Regions from separate parts of the Danio rerio genome. Here region 2 is linked to region 1. Evidence: chromatin contacts called from public Micro-C data. All regions are on one chromosome and are shown on one strand. The core of a region is the stretch at or near the end of the contact, and the rest is flanking DNA. Distances in the headings are between cores, read along the strand shown.

The links. Hi-C and Micro-C count contacts between places; a contact is called where the count stands out from the background.
Region 2: a contact with region 1 is called in a Micro-C map of caudal fin, with 1.6 times the contacts expected there. The contact joins two enhancer-like sites. A contact is called at or near these places in 2 of 18 Hi-C or Micro-C datasets (caudal fin and hematopoietic stem cells).

Annotation. Positions count from the first base shown.
Region 1 is chr16:30,356,964-30,360,579 of GRCz12tu, reverse strand. No RefSeq gene overlaps it. Among named protein-coding and RNA genes, the nearest start is that of alg2, 12 kb to the right of the region's middle. Within about 2 kb of position 1,894, at least 10 of the 62 cell types and tissues checked have an H3K27ac peak or open chromatin away from gene starts, as enhancers often do. A contact at or near this core is called in caudal fin, where this site is marked.
Region 2 is chr16:30,401,762-30,405,377 of GRCz12tu, reverse strand. No RefSeq gene overlaps it. Among named protein-coding and RNA genes, the nearest start is that of alg2, 57 kb to the right of the region's middle. Within about 2 kb of position 2,032, at least 3 of the 62 cell types and tissues checked have an H3K27ac peak or open chromatin away from gene starts, as enhancers often do. A contact at or near this core is called in caudal fin, where this site is marked.

The sequences.
Region 1 (3,616 bases), core at 645-3,144:
CTATTGCAGATCCACAAATTTCTATATCGATGCTGAAATAATATTTTGCGACAGCTTGTCCCACTCAAACCAAAAAATGCATCGATATAGCTGTGAGAATACAGTTAATTTGGTTAAGGGTAGCATGTATAAAGGACAACAATGCATTAAAAATGAAAAACAAATTCCATTGCATTTAAAAAAAAAAAAGTCATGTCAACACAATCATTTATACGATTAAGTAAAATGTAGTAAAATGCTGCATTCTGCATGCCAGGCGAGTAGTAGACCAGTGGTTCTCAAACTGTGGTACGTGTACCACTAGTGGTACGCAGGCTTCCTTCTAGTGGTACGTGGTGGAATGAAATATGTCATGTACATGCTATACACATTTCAAAATTAATCAAAAATGCTAAATATATAATATGCCATATATGACATGTAGCCTATATTTCTGAGGTAATCTGCAGCATTTTTTTTTAACTTTGCAGAGTTGTAGCTGCTTTACTGGGCCTACTACGCTACTGTATTTCAATACTGCTCATTTTGGTAGTACTTGGAGAGACAATTTTTTTCTGAGGTGGTACTTGATGAAAAAAGTTTGAGAACCAATGTAGTAGACGATATTACTTTGTAATGAAACACTATGTATTTGTGCATACAGTATATAATATATCTTGGGTATTGTGGTTGTACTAATCACATCTGGTTGTCGCATTCCTAACGAATAATGCATATGCGTATGCCATCATTATTTTAAAGTTTACTTTCTTAGTTATGCTATATGAGACATGAAACATTGTATGTTTATTAAAAAATGTGGTCTTTAAAAACAAATTTATATGTTTGCATTTTCAATGGCCACCCAAAATGTGAACAAATGACTTTTCCTTTTCACACTTCAAAGTCATGATGAAAAAAAAAGTCACACCTAAATTACGATAATTATTCCAATATTTTTTTTTAAGAGCAGCACAGTGGCTTACAGCAGGTTCAAATCACGGCTGGGCCAGGAGGCTTTTCTGTACAGAGTTTGCATGTTCTCCTTGTCTTCACGTGGGTTTCCTCTGGGTATTCCGTTTTCCTCCAGTGTCCAGTATATAGGTGAATTCAATAAAACTAAATTGGCCGTAGTGTGTGTAAATGAGGGAGTTTGTGAGTGTTTCCCAGCACTGCGGGTTCACGAGTTAGTGTAGACTCAGTTTTGGTATGCAACTGGATGGTATCCCCTGTATAAAACAAATGCCAGAGTGAGTAATTGGTGGTTCATTTCACTGTGGTGACTTCTGATAAATCAGGGACTAAGCCGAAAGAAGACGAGTGAGTAAATGAGTGAATAGAATACGATGACATCATTAGTCTGAATAAGTGAAGTTTCACAAAGTAATTTCGAGAGGAGCGCATGATATGATTGATCGCAGCTGGTCTCTCATCTTTCAGATTATTCCAAACTCACTATAAATAGCCTGTCTGGCATCACTCCCTTATATTAGTTTTTTTGAAGAATTCCCCATCCACCCCTTTTCCTCCTTTACCAGGGGGAGCTCTCAAGAACAACCTGATCTCGTACCCCCTTACATGCTCACTGACCAGGCGGGAGCCCTGGGCTCAATTATCTCCGAGCTCGGGGTTCTCTTCTGGGACAGCATGCCAAACCTGTAATTATTATCAAGCAATATTTAAGTGTAAACTCTTGAAGTCTTAATGTCAATGAGCAGACACCACAAACATTAATGGTAACAGTTCTGAAAGAATAATGTATTTCCTAAGATTATTAATCCACCTTGGCACAAATCGCAATGCTCTTCATGTTACGTAACTCCAAACAAGAATTCAGAAGGCCCACCTCCCACAGACGAGGAGTGCCCTGCCACTGCTGAATCTCCTGTTCTACTTCTGCAAATGTCACCATGTCATCACCTCCAGGCTCTTGCACAGTCCTCACACTAAATGGCTTCTTCAAGAAGTCAAACCGCACTTGTCAGCTTTTTTTTCCTCTTTGTATCACAGTTTGACGGTCACGTGACAGATTGTGCTGTAATGCTCGACACACCTAAACTGCTGCTGCGTGTGTGAATGCGATTCTACACTGTTCCAAATATCTGCGGAAGCATCTGAAGTATGAAGGCCTGTTTACACCTTGCATTACCATCCATCTCCGGTTTTCCACAACAGCAGTATCGCCAGCATTTTTAGATTTTGCTTGCATATTAGTGGCAAGATTATTTAATACCATTGTTTTAGCACTACATATGACTGACAGACGAGTATTTTAATCAATAACACGGTAACATTTATGCTACAAACGTGATGTCATAACACGCGTCTCTGCCTACCACCAAAAGTGGTTTGAGTCATCATTTTTAAGGACCCCATTTGACCTGACCACCACCCGCCCGCCTTATTCTTTTTCCAAAATTACACAGAATTTCCCTGAGTGGAAGGGTCCACCTTACCACCTTTTGGGGGTGGAGACAAACTGTGCTTTTTTCCTGAACCACATCCTCTAAAATGCATTTCCACCTTGACTTGCCGCTGCCAACCTGGTTTCCAAGCAGATCCGCTCTACTTCTGGTTTCCTGCAGATTATACCCAGTTTTTCCCTTAAATGTGTACTTTTATGACTTTAAATCTGATACTGAGGATGTGTGGAAAGTGATATCACTGAAGGACAGTGAGTGTTTAACTTCGTGTCCTCTGAGGAAATGAGGAGGATGTCTGTTTATGTGTGCATGTGAAAGAGAAAGAAAAAAAAAGAGCAGTGTGAGCCATGTGGCCTTTTGAAACGTGTATGAGAGATGTGCATGCAGTTCGTGTTAGTGATATATGAGTGTGTGTGTTTTTTTTCGGGGCTGTCCCTCTACACAGGCAGTGGTTTGATCTCAGGAAATGGTTACAAGAAAAAAAGAAAAACTGAACCTCGAGGTGTGAACATGCTCATCCAAACACTTCTTTAAATTTCAAAGAATTTTGACAAGTGTTCAGTATGACTTCCTGCAGTCCATGATATAAATATACGAACACATTAATGGTGTAATATATCAAAAAATAAAATGCATGAAATTAAAAATAGGTATTATTAGGTATGTGTTTGAGTCAAATGTTCATGTTTGTTTTGTTCTTCTGGTAACATTTCCTCCAAATTTGAATTTGAACATTTTGTACACTGTATAAAAATGCAGGATTCCACAAGATTCATTCACGTGGTCCCAACAAAAATCGATTAGGTTAATGTAACAAAAATAAGTGGACACAAAACAAGGGGTATATCCACACAGACTTTTAATTTCAGTCTGCCTCAGCCAGTAATCAAATCTGATTTCTTTAAAAAACAGCAATTTTCACTGCCTTGCTGAGATACGATTTAAAGTAGTATCGAACTTAACAAGAAGCACTGCATTAAATTACATTTTTCTGTGCCATGTCTTTAAAATATGGAAATTAATCTGACCCCAGTATTTTCAATGCAGTTTCTGCATTGACCAGCGGCTAATGACTAGTGAATGCTTGAGTCTATTTAACTGAATGTTTTGTCATTACATTACAACATCATTGCTGTAAAAGGAACCTTATGAAATTGAAAATATTCACATAAACTTTTCAAACTTTTCGGAAACTGTCAATCTGCAGAAAGTAA
Region 2 (3,616 bases), core at 783-3,282, 45 kb before region 1:
GCCTTTAGTGGGGTAAAATTTTTACTTATTTTGCTCACCTGGGGCCTCATGTATCAACGCTGTTGTGTTAAATTCCTCTCTACAAAGTGTCTGAGCCTTGCAATGGCAGCTGTATCAGACGGGTTCATCTAGCAGGTATATAAGGTTTCCATACCATACATTTGACCAGCTAAACATTAAAGCACAATTTGCAGCGGTCGCCTGTTTTCCCAATGTAATCTGAGCTATCTACTGCACGCACATTGCTATAAAGACACTATCTGAAGATGAATTTGCATGCGTGAATCAGAAACATTTCCATTCAATAAATGTGCAAATAAAATATGATGCACAGACTTATTAATGATTCCTACTTGTCTTTCTCGTGATAAATAGTAGGCAAAATCTGATATGTAGCGGGGAAAAAAGAGTTCATTAGACGCTGGATTCGAACTGAGTTCATGCTCGAACGTGTCAAAACATGTTGACATGCGTCTTACGAGCTGCACCACTGAGAATGTTGTGGGTGCTGCAACATTTTACACCTATAAACCACACTATTTATTTTTTAATTCACTCAGTGCGATGTTAAACTCTAAACTCAGCTAAACTCTCCCACTCTATTTTTTTCTTTTGTTGTTAATTCCGGAGAACAAACTTGCAAATAACACCGCTTTTCTCCGGTCTACCCTCCGAAAGCAGCACCTCCAATCCACATTCTGTTCAAAGTTTCTCTTTTTGCTTGCTTTTGCCGTTGCTTTTTCGTTGGGTTTTGCCAAAGTAGAGTCATTAGCATATTCATACGGGGGAGGAGGCTTGGAGGGGTTTTGTGCTCTAGCATGTTGCGCTCAGTTTTACGTTTATTCTGATGTACAAAAGAATATGCGTGAGATTCGACGTACGCAGTGTTTCATACATCTGAATTTTTTTCTGCGTACGCACATTTACAGCTTTGTGCGTACGCAATGTTTTAGTAAGATTTCCACGCAAGTCTTCGTACATGAGGCCCCTGGCGTTTGAGGGGAATTATAAATTTCTCCTCAACTTTTTTTTTTTCAACCCGGTTGTGATATTGCTCAGATGGCATGTCAAACAGACATGGGTGATCCTGCCAAATTTACACAATTTATTTATTTATTTATTTATTTTGGCTCCAATAGACTGAAAATAAGTGCTTTTAACTTCTCCCCCATTCTTCCGTTGGCCTGCTGGTACCCATTCTAGTGGATGCTGCTCTCTCATTGACTGTAGGAAATCGCCGGTGTTATTTTCAGTCAGAACTCATTTCACACTGCATGATTTGAATTGCCGACAGCTCCAGATATTTAGAAAGCAAAATATCTCACAGGTGTCAGCGACTCTTTGGCTATTCTCTCAGACCACGTCTTTGATAATTCATACTGTGTCATTATTACAGATTTGCCTGTGATTTCAGGCATTTGACAGCGATTTCTCAAATTCTGTCAGCGAGTCAAAATTGGGGGTAAAATCATACAGTCTGAACTCAGCATAAGTAGTCTTATCCGTACACAATGACACAAGCACTTGTCATTCTGACAGCACTTACACGTTCACTAACACAGAAATTTAGTTTTGAGTGATGAACTATCTATTTTGAGCAAGAGACTGGCTTTTGCAGGTAATTCATGGTGTTTTGCTATTTGTATGTGTAGTTTTGAGAAATGCACCTACTGTTTTGCAAATTTCAATTCTGATCTGAGAAATTGACCAAAGCGACAGGGTAAAACTGTAACAGATTACACTTAATGTAAGGTGTTAGTAATATAACTTCTGCAAGTTATACTTGAGCAATCTTTCATATTGTTCTTTAAAAACAACACCCATATCAATTACAAAAACCAGTTCCTAGTTTTCCTGTTGTTGACCTGTACTTTTCAAATGAAGCCAGGCATAAATGATAGAGGGAAACAGCGAGAGAGACGGTGCGCAGTCTGATGACTGGAATGCTTTGGCTTCTGACAGCTGCACCGTCTGTGGTGTTACATGTGTGCATGTGTGTGTCCCTGCAGCACTGCTGTGTTACCGGTTTCTCCCCAATGTCTTTGTTCATCCCTGTAAAGCCTTGGGCTGTTCTCTTACTCTTACACACACACCTGAGTTCACTGGGCCATCAGTAGTTAGTAGTCGCTGCTTTGACTGACAGTAGAAATCTAAAGTTATTTTGTGCTCAGCAGCCCCTCTGAGCCAATATAGGGCTTTAATGAAGCAAAACACTCCAGAGACATCAGCCCTCAGGCTCAATATCACCGCTGTAGTCATATCGGAACTTATATTCGTTTTTTAATATGCTTTGTAGATCTTAACTATACTTTATATGGGATGCAGTTTCATGTCATGTGTTTGATGTGTTTTGGTTTTGGTCCTTTTTTAGAAAGCGTTGAGATGAGTTCTTTTTTCTCACTATACCTGTGCATACAGTCATTCTGCGCTGAGACATAAAATATGCCCTGTCTCGTGTCTCTTGTGTTGGCGTGTGGTTTCCTTCCGTTGGTGAAGTGCATCCTGATTAATATGTGAGATATACACAACAATCTGAGGCACAATTCAGTGGGGATGTTGACTGAACTCATTGGGCCTACAGCCTTATTATTGTGTTCATTGTAGATCGGTAAAGTTTGTCATGGCATATTTTAATGCTGGCTGTTCATTTGTACATTTTGATGGTTATAACGTGAATCACAGTAAATAAAATGAGAGAGAGAGATGTTGAGATGGATGGACAGACAGATAGTTGGATAGACAGACAGATAAGTGATCACAGAGAGATAGACTTACAGATAGACTGAAAAGTGAATAGATAGACAGACCGCAGACAGATGTAGAGAGATAGATGGGCGGATAGACACACATACAGATAGATGGATGAATGGATGGATGGATGGATGGATGGATGGATGGATGGATGGATGGAAAGATGGATGGATGGATGGCTGGACGGAAGGTTGGACGGATGGATAAATTGCTAGAAAGTCAGAAAGTCATAGATGTATTGAAGTGGACATGAGATAGATGGACATATAGATGGGTGAATAGATAGACAGGCAGATATTTTGATCGACTGACAAAAATAGATGGACAGATAGACATGCATACAGATAGATAGACAGACAGACCGACAGACAGACAGATAGATAGATGGTCGGACGGATGGATACATTTGTTAGACAGTCAGACAGACATAGATGTATTGAGTGGACATGAGATCAATGGACATATAGACAGTTGAATAGATAGACAGACAGACAGGATGGATGGATGGATGGATGGATGGATGGATGGATGGATGGAAAGATAATGGATGGACAGTTGGACGGATGGTCGGACAGATGGATAGACAGACAGATATTTTGATAGACTGACAGAAATAGATGGACAGATAGACATGCATATAGAAAGATAGACGGACGGACAGATGGACATACAGACAGATAGATAGATCGTTGGATGCATGGATGGATGGTTGGACAGATGGTTGGACGGATGAATAAATCGTTAAACAGTCAGACAGACATAGATTGGATGGATGGATGGATGGATGAAAGGAAGGATGGATGGATGGATGGATGGATAGAAAGATGGATGGATGGACGGTTAGGCGGATGGATAAATTGCTAGA